Regions from separate parts of the Nomascus leucogenys genome. Here region 2 is linked to region 1. A link is a contact called in public Hi-C data. All regions are on one chromosome and are shown on one strand. Each heading gives the region's core, a stretch centred on a gene start, on an enhancer-like site or on the middle of the called end of the contact. The rest is flanking DNA. Distances are from core to core; before and after follow the strand shown.

The links. A called contact is a pair of places that touch in the nucleus more often than the background predicts.
Region 2: a contact with region 1 is called in a Hi-C map of a lymphoblastoid cell line, with 3 times the contacts expected there. The contact joins the promoter of CTDSP1 here to the promoter of PNKD in region 1. A contact is called at or near these places in 2 of 4 Hi-C or Micro-C datasets (a lymphoblastoid cell line and an unstated tissue).

The regions. Positions count from the first base shown.
Region 1 is chr22a:118,950,547-118,955,545 of Asia_NLE_v1, forward strand. PNKD (probable hydrolase PNKD) reads left to right here and starts at 1,954. Exons shown (of 10, transcript XM_030803032.1): 1 at 1,954-2,064; 2 at 2,843-3,011. The coding sequence starts at 1,998. It overlaps AAMP (angio-associated migratory cell protein), which reads right to left and starts at 1,720. Exons shown (of 11, transcript XM_003272351.4): 1 at 1,429-1,720; 2 at 844-996. The coding sequence starts at 1,549.
Region 2 is chr22a:119,077,638-119,082,772 of Asia_NLE_v1, forward strand. CTDSP1 (carboxy-terminal domain RNA polymerase II polypeptide A small phosphatase 1) reads left to right here and starts at 3,209. Exons shown (of 7, transcript XM_030802490.1): 1 at 3,209-4,660. The coding sequence starts at 4,594. SLC11A1 (natural resistance-associated macrophage protein 1) reads left to right here. Exons shown (of 15, transcript XM_003272357.4): 15 at 1-69.

The sequences.
Region 1 (4,999 bases), core at 704-3,203:
CGGCCTTGGCCTTCCAAAGTGCTGGGATTACAGGCGTGAGCCACCGCACCTGGCCAATTATCTCTAATTTTATACTAACTACTTTTATTAACTTTTATCAAAGATAACTTTTTTTTTTTTTTTTTGAGACAGACTCTCATTCTGTTGCTCAGGCTGGAGTGCAGTGGCGTGATCTTGGCTCACTGCAACCTCCGCCCCCCGGGTTCCAGCGATTCTCCCAGAGTAGCTGGGATTACAAGCATGTGTCACCATGCCCGGCTAATTTTTGTATTTTTTTTTTTTTTTTTTTTTTTTTTGAGACAGAGCCTCGCTCTCTCGCCCAGGCTGGAGTGCAATGGCGCAGTCTCAGTCCACTGCCACCTCTGCCTCCCGGGTTCAAGCAATTCTCCTGCCTCAGCCTCCCGAGTAGCTGGGACTACAGGCACCCGCTACCACGCCCAGCTAATTTTTGTATTTTTAGTAGAGACGGGGTTTCACCATATTGGTCAGGCTGGTCTGGAACTCCTGACCTCAAGTGATCCACCTGCCTCAGCCTCCTAAAGTGCTGGGATTTCAGGAGTGAGCCACCGCGCCCGGCCAAAGATAACTTTTTAAAAGAAAACTAAGAGGTTAATCAAGGTTAACTGGCAAAGTAGAGGGAGGACTTGAAGCCTGGTGTCTCGACTGATGCCAGAAGCCAAGCAATCATCCATTCTGCCACACTTTCCCACCTGTGGGCTCCTCCAGCGCAAGGCCAGCATCTTGCCCATCTCTGTGTCCCCCATAACGTTCTGTCCATGGCTGATGTTTAATGCTTACACGCCCACCTAAACTGATTTGAGGTGGATCGCCTCAAAGACCTACCTGAGTGCAATGCAAAGGTGACCTCGCTATCGTCGGGGCCCTCCATGCTGCCGACCACCCCTTCCTGGGGTTCTAGAACCCAGCCCTCTTCGTTGCCCTCTTCCTCCTCTTCTTCCTCAAAGTCCACATCTTCCATCTCCTGGGCCAGGTCATCTGCTTTGGGGAGAGGGTTAGAAGATGGGGCTCGGGAGGCGGTAAGAGGTACGGAGAGAAGCATGAGGAGGCCTGAGGCTGGGGCGGGTCATGTGGCGAGAGGGGAAGGTGGAGTCAGACACACGGGGGTCCGGGGGGGCGCGCGGGACACAGGACGGGAGGCCACGGCTGGCCAGCGACCGTGCGGTAAGGGAGGGCCAAGGGGATGATGGGAAGGGGGTGTGTGAGGGGAAGGGCCAGAGGAGGCGTCAGGGAACCCCCCACCCCAGCCAGGCCTGAGAACTAAGTGTGAGGGTGGGAGTGGGGGAGGAGGGGAAGAAAGATATCGGTAGGAATGACCGGTCGGGTGTGGAGGGGAGCAGGGAAAAGCAAGGGTCAGAGGCCAGGGGTGAGCGTCTCCTGTCCCATGGCCTGAGGAGCGGCAGTTCTCACCTGGGTCCGGCGGACCGGGATCAAGTTCTACCACCTCGATAATCTCTTCATCACCATGGAAGCTTAGGGTCTCCAGTGGGGGGGTGTCAGCAGCAGCCCCGCTTTCCGATTCGGACTCCATGCGGCGCAAGCGGCGGATCCACTTCTGTGGGCCCAAACGCCTCCCAGAGTCAGCTCTGCGCGACGACGCGGAACTCGAGCCCCTCCTCCCGGGAGGAAGTAGGCGTAGGCGACTCCCCAGCAGGAAGAGCGACGGCCGTTCGGCCAATAGCTACGAAGGTTGGCTGACCGCCCCACCAATCACAGAGCGGCATTGGAAGACGGGGCCGGGGCGTGGCGGAGAGAACCCAAACTCCGCCCCACCTGACTCCGCCCCCAACTGGAGGGAAACAAGCGAGCGTGCGCGCCTCCGGGGTCTCCTGGGAAGAGTAGTTCTCCTGGGTCCGCTCTGCGGGCTTCTGGGAGATGTAGTTTCTGGCCTGTAGGCAGGACGGAAGGCGCGGGGGAGGCCCCTTACGGAAACTACAATTCCCGGCGGGGAGCGCGGTGAAGGGGGGTGGGATCTGAACATGGCGGCGGTGGTAGCTGCTACGGCGCTGAAGGGCCGGGGGGCGAGAAATGCCCGCGTCCTCAGGGGTAAGGAGAGGGACCCCCGGGGAGGGCAGGACTGCAGAAGATCCCTTTTCTTTCACATCCAGCCCGACGATAGCAGGAGGTCAGGGCTCTTGGTTCCTGCCCACACTTTTCTGCAAGATCTTAGAGTCTGGGGGTGCAGAGATGCTCTTTAGAGGTCACCCAGTGCATCCCCCCCGCCTTCGGGTTGCTCGACACCTCCGGAGTCTTACTGCAAGAGGGAGCTCCTAGGAAGCCCGTTAGACTCCCGCGCTCCAGGTGTTTCACACTCACCGCAGTGCAGAGGAAAGAGCCCCGGGCTTCTGGAGGCTTGGGTTCCAGCCCTGGATAATTAGCAGTTTGACCTTGGGCAAAGCAGTTTTTCTCTCAGGGCTTCAGCTTCCTCTTCCATACAGTGCAAGGGATGGAGTAGACTATCTTTAAGGTCCCTTCCAGTGCTAACATTTGCAGTTTCAAAACCTTTTCCCGGATTTCCTTCATACGTCTCATGTGAGTCCCACTGCAGTCCTTCCCATGCTGTCGTCTGAGGAAGAACAGCGAAGCTTTTCGTCCTAGCACCAGGGTGATGAGCCCGCAGTGACGTGGAAGTGGCTTCCAAAGGTGCCACCTCGGTGGCGATTTTCCAGTCTCCCTTTGGATTCTCCCCAGCACTTGTTGCTTCAGACTGGTCACTCCCCTTCCCCAGATCTCAGCCGCTCCTCCCAAGCCCTTACTGCCCCCCACCTCCCCGCTTGCTTTCTTCTCATCTCTTCTTACTGACCTTCCTTACCTCCATCCACAGGGATTCTCGCAGGAGCCACAGCTAACAAGGCTTCTCATAACAGGATCCGGGCCCTGCAAAGCCACAGCTCCCCAGAGGGCAAGGAGGAACCTGAACCCCTATCCCCGGAGCTGGAATACATTCCCAGAAAGAGGGGCAAGAACCCCATGAAAGCTGTGGGACTGGCCTGGTGAGTTTTAACCACCCTTTTGCCCACCAACGGGGCGTGGCTTGTATGGGAGGGCAGGACTCAGAAACTTCTCTAAGTTTCAGGTGGCGAGCTGAATCCAAAGTTGTGGGAACGGAATTGTTGGGTTCGATTGGAATCTCAGAGGGGTGGGGCAGCGGAGGTGGGGAAGTATGTGGAATTGAGAAGACAGTGGGTTTACTGTGGAGTAAGCTGAGTTGATCTGATTCAGACTTGGGTCCCTGGCCTCATCCTCCCTTTTGGGAGCTTGGAGTGAGACCCAAGTTTAAGTAAGTAGTTCGTTGAGATCATGTGAGCTTGTACTAGTTGTATAGTAGTACTCAGAAGGCATTATGAACATTGTGATTGGGCTCTGACTCTGACCTTAATGCATATTATTGACCAATATCAAAGGGAAAAGAGGAAGAAATCCACATTTTTTTCTGCATGTGAGGTGTGCCAGTACTTTGCCATGTAATGTTTTAGTGTTTGAGATAAATATTACATCCCCATTTCACAGAGGAAGGAACTGAGACTGAGCTAGGATTCTCACCTAGTCTGTGACTTCATGCTCTTTCCCCCACACCAAAGTGCCTCCCAAGCAGTGGTTACTTAGCTTAAGAGGGGAAAATTGGGAGGGTACCTTGGCCAAGTCTCAGAGAGGGAAAGCATCAGGGCTGCCTGGAAAATCCTGCACAGGTGCTATTTCAGGAATGCAGTGCTCGTGCTGAGGATCCGGCTCTAGGGGGGAGGAGGAAAGAGGTAGGCAGAGACCCAGCCACACTGGGCCTTTTGTGCCATGCCTAGGAGTTTGGACTTGGCCAGGAAGTGATGGAGCACTATTACGGGGTTTTAAGCAGGGAAGTAACAGGATCTGATTTGTGTGGGTCCCTCCAGCAGCCAGCACAGAGGACGAATAGACTATAAGAGGTATTGCAGCATTCATGCAATTGATGAAGCTAGAATGACTCCCCCCAGCTCCTCTGGCTCAGGCTTGGCCCCTCCCCAAACCCCGTGCACATCTCCCCACCCGTAGGGCCATCGGCTTCCCTTGTGGTATCCTCCTCTTCATCCTCACCAAGCGGGAAGTGGACAAGGACCGTGTGAAGCAGATGAAGGCTCGGCAGAACATGCGGTTGTCCAACACGGGCGAGTATGAGAGCCAGAGGTTCAGGGCTTCCTCCCAGCGTGCCCCGTCCCCTGATGTTGGGTCTGGGGTGCAGACCTGAGGAGCGCTGTGACCCTCCTAGGCTATTGACTGTGAAGTCCTCAGGTTTGGCCCGGATTCCAGTTCGTGCCTCTGAGGTCCACCAGAGGGCGCATGAAGCCCAGGCTGTTGCCAAACCGTACCCCGCCCCACACCAAGGAGCCAAGCCAAAGGCAAATAAAGTTATTGAGTGTTTAGTAGAAAGGAACCAGGTCTGGGTTTGTGAGTCCCTTGGGATGGGAGGGGCAGAGGGTGGGGCTGGTTACTCTTGTGTGCTGCCTCTCACAGAGCTCAGTGTTCCCAGCTGGATGGTGGGGCAAACCTAGAGACTTAAGTGCAACCAGCCTAGGCCCCGGGCCCTCGGGACCAAGCCCTCAGAGCTGCCGGCCAGGAGGGTGGGGTCCCGCTCAGCCTTGAAACAAAGAGAATCAAAGAAGGTATTCAGGGTATAGAGGCAAAAAAAAAAGCACTGCTCTTTACTGAGTCCAAATGACTCGACTCTGGGCCTCAGTTTCCTCATTTTTTTGGTTTTTTGTTTTGAGACGGAGTCTCGCTCTGTTACCCAGGCTGGAGTGCAGTGGCGTGATCGTCAGCTCACTGCAACCTCCACCTCCTGGGCTCAAGTGATCCTCCTACCTCAGCCTCCTGAGTAGCTGGGACCACAGGTGAGTGCCACCATGCCCAGTTACTTTTTGTGGTTTTTTTTTTTGGGGGGATGTATTTATTTATTTATTTATTTTGAGACAGAGTTTCACTCTTGTTGCCCAGGCTGGAGTACAATGGC
Region 2 (5,135 bases), core at 1,959-4,458, 130 kb after region 1:
GGGAAAGGGTCTCCCTCTGTCGCCCAGGCTGGAGTGCAGTGGCGCAATCTTGACTCATTGCAATCTCCACCTTTTGGGTTCAAGCGATTCTCTTTATTCAGCCCCAGGAGTGGCGCGCGCCACCACGCCCAGCTAATTTGTGTATTTTCAGCAGAGACGGGGTTTGCCATGCTGGCCAGGCTGGTCTCGAACTGCTGGATTCAAGTGATCCACCCACCTCCGCCTCCCAAAATGCTGGGAATTACAGGCGTTGAGCCACCAAACCCGGCCTGATTAAAGTTAAATAAATACTAGTTCCCTTCTAGTACAAAGGAGCAGGGAATGGGAACCGGGAAGGCACGAAGTCTCTAAAGCATCCAGAAGACCCCTACACCAGGGTCTGGTCCGCTCCTATTCGCCGCAGCCTCTCTGTTCCGCCTACGACCCACTTTCCAGACAGTAAAACGGCGGCGCGCTTCTTTCTCCATTAGGCACCAGGTCATAAGGAACCCAAGAGTCTGTGCCTCTGAGGCCCAAATTATTTGCTGTTTCCTCAGGGGAGCCGGCGGCCGCGACTCCCACGCCGTGCCGTTACCGCTCCCTCTCTGCTGACTGCTCCCCCTAGGGGCAGAGACAGTCCCGACGCCGGCCATCCCGCCCCGGCCTCACCCCTCCCCGCCAGGCGGAACGACGCGGGGAGGCGGGCGCTCGGGGCTCGCGCCCAGGGGCCCCAGAATCCTTCGGGGAGAGTGGGTGGGGGGAAGCTGTGTGGGCGGGGAGCCCCCTCTGCCTTAGGGAGCAGCTGGGCACCCCTTCGCCCCATTCAGGGGCTGCACTTTATAGACGTTCCCTAGGCTGTTTCTAGGCTCCCCCAAGTCACTCCTCCAGCCTTCTCGGGTCCCTCAGACCCCAGCCCAAGATCTGCGGAGGGCCGCAGCGAGGAGAGGCCAACAGGCCTTTCCCCAGAGTTGAACCTGGGCCGGGTGTTGCACCTGGAAGAACCCCCGATTTCCTGGGGACCTAGCAGGGCAGGCGGCCTGGCTCCGCGCTCAGGTCCGGACGCTTGTTTATGAGAAGAATTTCCTTTTTCTTAAAAGGGCAACGATGCGAGTGGGTCCCTCAAGTAGAGAAGGGATGGGACCGGTCTGGTGCGACCTGGGCAAGGGCTGCAGAGGGTACCTGGGCAAGAGGGCCGCCCGCCTCCTCTGGGTTTGGCACTGGAGATGGGTCCATGCCAGCTGAAGGAGGAGATGGATGGGGGACGTGTAGCAAAGAAAGGCATCTCCCAGATCCTTTAGCCTCCTGGAAGTGCCCCAGTTGTACCCCCTACACACCCCTCTTGGCATTGAGTGCCAGTCCTGTACCAGGCCCTGTGTTACAAGTTGGGGACGGAGGCAAAGTCCCGAATTAAAGATGTCAGTTCTCAAGGACCCCACACTCCAGTTGCGGGAGACAGCTGTGCAAACAAGTCACTGTGGCAGGATGCGGTGAAGGGCGCTGCCCGTGAGGCGGGCCAGGGAAGGGGACTGAATCTTGCTGAAGGGGGGTCGGGGGTAGGGGGGAGTGCTGACAGGACAGTCCAGGAGGAATGAGAGTGCCAGGAGCATGGGGGCACGTGTGTGCACATCTGCCAAGACCTGAAGCCTTCTGGGGACGTCTTAGATCTTGTGGGGCAGGACTGGGGGAACGGCAGAGTAATGGGCAGGCTGGTCAAGAAGACACGGAGGGCCAGCTAAGGGGCTGCCCAGGGCCTGGGCAAAGGGCTAGTGATGAGGTCGCGCCAAAGTCAGTCATTTGCAGACTGGAAGGCGTCTAGTTAGAGCTGCCCCCATTCCCCTCATGGTAGCTCTGGTTCTTCCAGCCCGGGCTCAAATCGACCCTCCAGGAAGAGGGGTGCAGAGTTGCTCTTCTGGAAGTTCCCTTTAGGCCTCTCAGGGAGGGCGTGGTCGCACTCGGCACTCACCAGGAGCCTGCTGAACGCACCCTGACTTTCTGCACGGCTCCCTCCATCCCCCTGGGTTGGGCTTTTACCAGCCCTGTTTGGCAGATGGGGAAGCTGAGGGACTGGGTTGGAAGAGACGCTTCCAAATCCACAGGTGCCAGACAGCACCTTGCTGAATCCCGTTCCTGCCCCTCCCCGTTTCTGACTTGTGACCCCCATGATTTTATTTTTCCTGGGGTGCGAATGATAAAAGACAAAAAACAGAGTGCATAAAGTGACCTCCACCTGCAGCTGGGTGTAGAAAACCCCCACAGTGAGGACACTCGAAGGACCCCCCCTTCCCCCACGCAATCCTGGCCTCTCGACTCACTCAGTAACTAACTACCCGCCCCAAGGCGTGGGGAGAGAAGTCCAGGGCTCCAGGCAGAAGGCGCGGCTACCTCAGCCGCCTTGGGAGCCTGGGAGGAGGAGTTAGGTCTCCCTGAGAAAAGAACTGCACGGGCAACGGCTTGAAGTGGCGATAGGATGGGGTGGAGGAGGTGGGGGATTCCTGAGGAATCCTGTGACCTCAGCGTGGCGCGTCTGGGAATGGTGGGTGTGGGGACAGTGGCCAAGTTCCAGCCCCCTTCACAGAGGGAGAGGAAGGGGCGCCACCCAACCCAGGCCAAGGGCGAGGCCACGACTCCACTCAGTCCTCGCCACAGGCTTCCTTTTGGGGTCATGAGGGCCCCGCATCCGGAGATAAAGCCGAGGCCCCACCCAGGAGGCCGGACCGCAGGGGAGACAGATGTCCCGCTCCCGGGCTGGAATCCCGCCTTTGCCCTCGCCGGGAGACCCGGGGCACGTCGCTTCCTTTCTTGAAACTCAGTTTCCTCATCTGTGAAATGGGATAACAAGGAGGCCGTTCTAAGGGGTAAACGAGATTAGGGGGCGCAGCCAGAGCAGGCCTCAGAGAGCGCCAGCAGCGCGTGGCGATCACGGTGATGAAGCGCAATGGTGGCCGCCCCGTGGGCTACCCAGGAGCAGGAGGAGGGCCGAGGGATCCAGCCCGGGGGCCGGGGTATCAGTCCCGACAGTGCCCTCCCGCCCCTACTCCCAGCCTCAGGGCACGAAGCCGCCGCGCCTTCTTGGCAGGCGCCGCTCCCCTTCCTTCCCCTCCCGCCCCCCGTGCGGGGCCTCCCCTCCCCGGCTCCACCTCGGCAGGGCCTGGCGGACGTGCGCCGCGTCGCACCCGGCGGCCGGACGGGACAGGACGCGCCCGCCCCGCCCCGCCACCGAGGCCCGCGGGAGAGGGGGAGGGGAGGAAGTGCCGAGGCATGTTTGTCGGGCTTGGCGTTATTAATTTTTAAATGGTGAACTTACAAAATAGTAACGACGAGTAAAAAGAACTTCATAAACGAGGAAAAAGACCAACCCGCAGACCCACGGCGCGCACCACGGAGGGGCTTCCAGCGAGAAGACGGGGACCTCCGTTCCCAAGTGCCCAGCACTGCGCCACAGGCCGGGTGGAACGGGCCTTGAGGGCCTCTGGTTTGAGGTCCCCACGGTCGGGCTTTGGGCCCACCGCGTGCGGCGCCGTGCTGGGCTCCTAGGATCGGCAGCGAGTCCAGTGACCCCCACCACACCCCCAGTAATCACAGGGCGGCCGGCGACCGCGGGCAAGGGAGGGGGTCAGGGAAGGCCCCTGGAGAAGGTGGCATTTCCTCGAGGTCGGTGGAATTTGGCTACGCGAAGGGAACAGCGCGTACGAAAACTTCTTCAGGCGGGAACGCGCGGTGGCCCGTGCGCGGCGAGTGGACGTGCGGGGCCCCGGGTGGGGCCGTGGGGAGAGGTCGGCAGGGGGCTTTCCCAGGGCAGGGAGTTGGAATTTCACGCCCTACAGACCGGGGGCACCTCGCCCTGGGGCTGCGGGGGGCGGCGACCGTCCCATTCAAAAGCGTGATTCTGAGGTTTGCAAGCTGTTTCGGGCCAGCAAGGCCTTCGCTGGCTCATGACGTTCTTGCGAGGTGATCTCTGCGACCACCAGACAGGAGAGAAGACTCATTTTACAGATAAGATAGCGCTATCTCCAAGTTCTCAACGAAGAAACCAAGAAGCCTCTAGTCCCGGGTCCTCAGAAAACGCAGAGGTGGAGCCGCGCCGCACTCGGGCACTCCCCGGCGTGGGCGCTCCGGGCGGGCGGGCCTTGGCCCAGGGCGCTCGGCGGCCTGGAACGGTGAGCCGGGTGCTGGGCCTGCCACGCAGCCGCAGAGGCTCAGCCCCGCCGGCGGGCGGCAGGAAGGGAGGCGACGCCCCCTGGAGCGCGGCAGGAACCCGGCCCGGCCCGCCTCCCAGTCCGCCTAGCCGCGCGGGTCCCAGAAGTGGCGAAAGCCGCAGCCGCGTCCAGGTCACGCCGAAGCCGTTGCCCTTTTAAGGGGGAGCCTTGAAACCGCGCCTGGGTTCCATGTTTGCATCCGCCTCGCGGGGAGGAAACTCCATGTTGTAACAAAGTTTCCTCCGCGCCCCCTCCCTCCCCCTCCCCCCTAGAACCTGGCTCCCCTCCCCTCCGAAGCTTGCGGGGATCCCTCCCTCCCACCCCTCCCCTCCCCCCCGCGCCCCGATTCCGGCCCCAGCCGGGGGGGAGGCCGGGCGCCCGGGCCAGAGTCCGGCCGGAGCGGAGCGCGCCCGGCCCCATGGACAGCTCGGCCGTCATTACTCAGATCAGCAAGGAGGAGGCTCGGGGCCCGCTGCGGGGCAAAGGTACCGGGGCTGCGGGGAGGGGGCCGAAGCCGGGGCGTTGTGGGAGAAGAGAAGGGGCCGGGATCTTCCCCAGGGGAGCCGCCGCCGCTGCCCCGGGCGGCCGCCTCAGCCGTGCCCGAAGCTCCCAGCCTGAAAGGGAGCAGGGAGAGAGTTTGAACTCAAAGGAGGCTCAGAGACGCGGGGCGGGGCCTGGCGCCTTTGAGGCGCTCCTGTTCGCTCGAGGTGAGGAAACTGAGGCAGGAATAGAGAGGGAACTCCTTCGGGGGTTTCCTGGCTGGCATTGCGTGGTGCATGGGCGCCCCCCCCCATTGGCGCCAATGGGGCTGGGAGATGGGGGAGCTGAGGAGGGCGCCTATGGGCCACCCGCTGAGACTCCGCCCCCCCCACCCCCCACCCCCCACCCCCGGGCTGCGGTCCGGTAGGGTCTTGGGAGGGGGCGCCGAGGTGACAGCGGGCTGGGGAGGCTTGGAGGGAT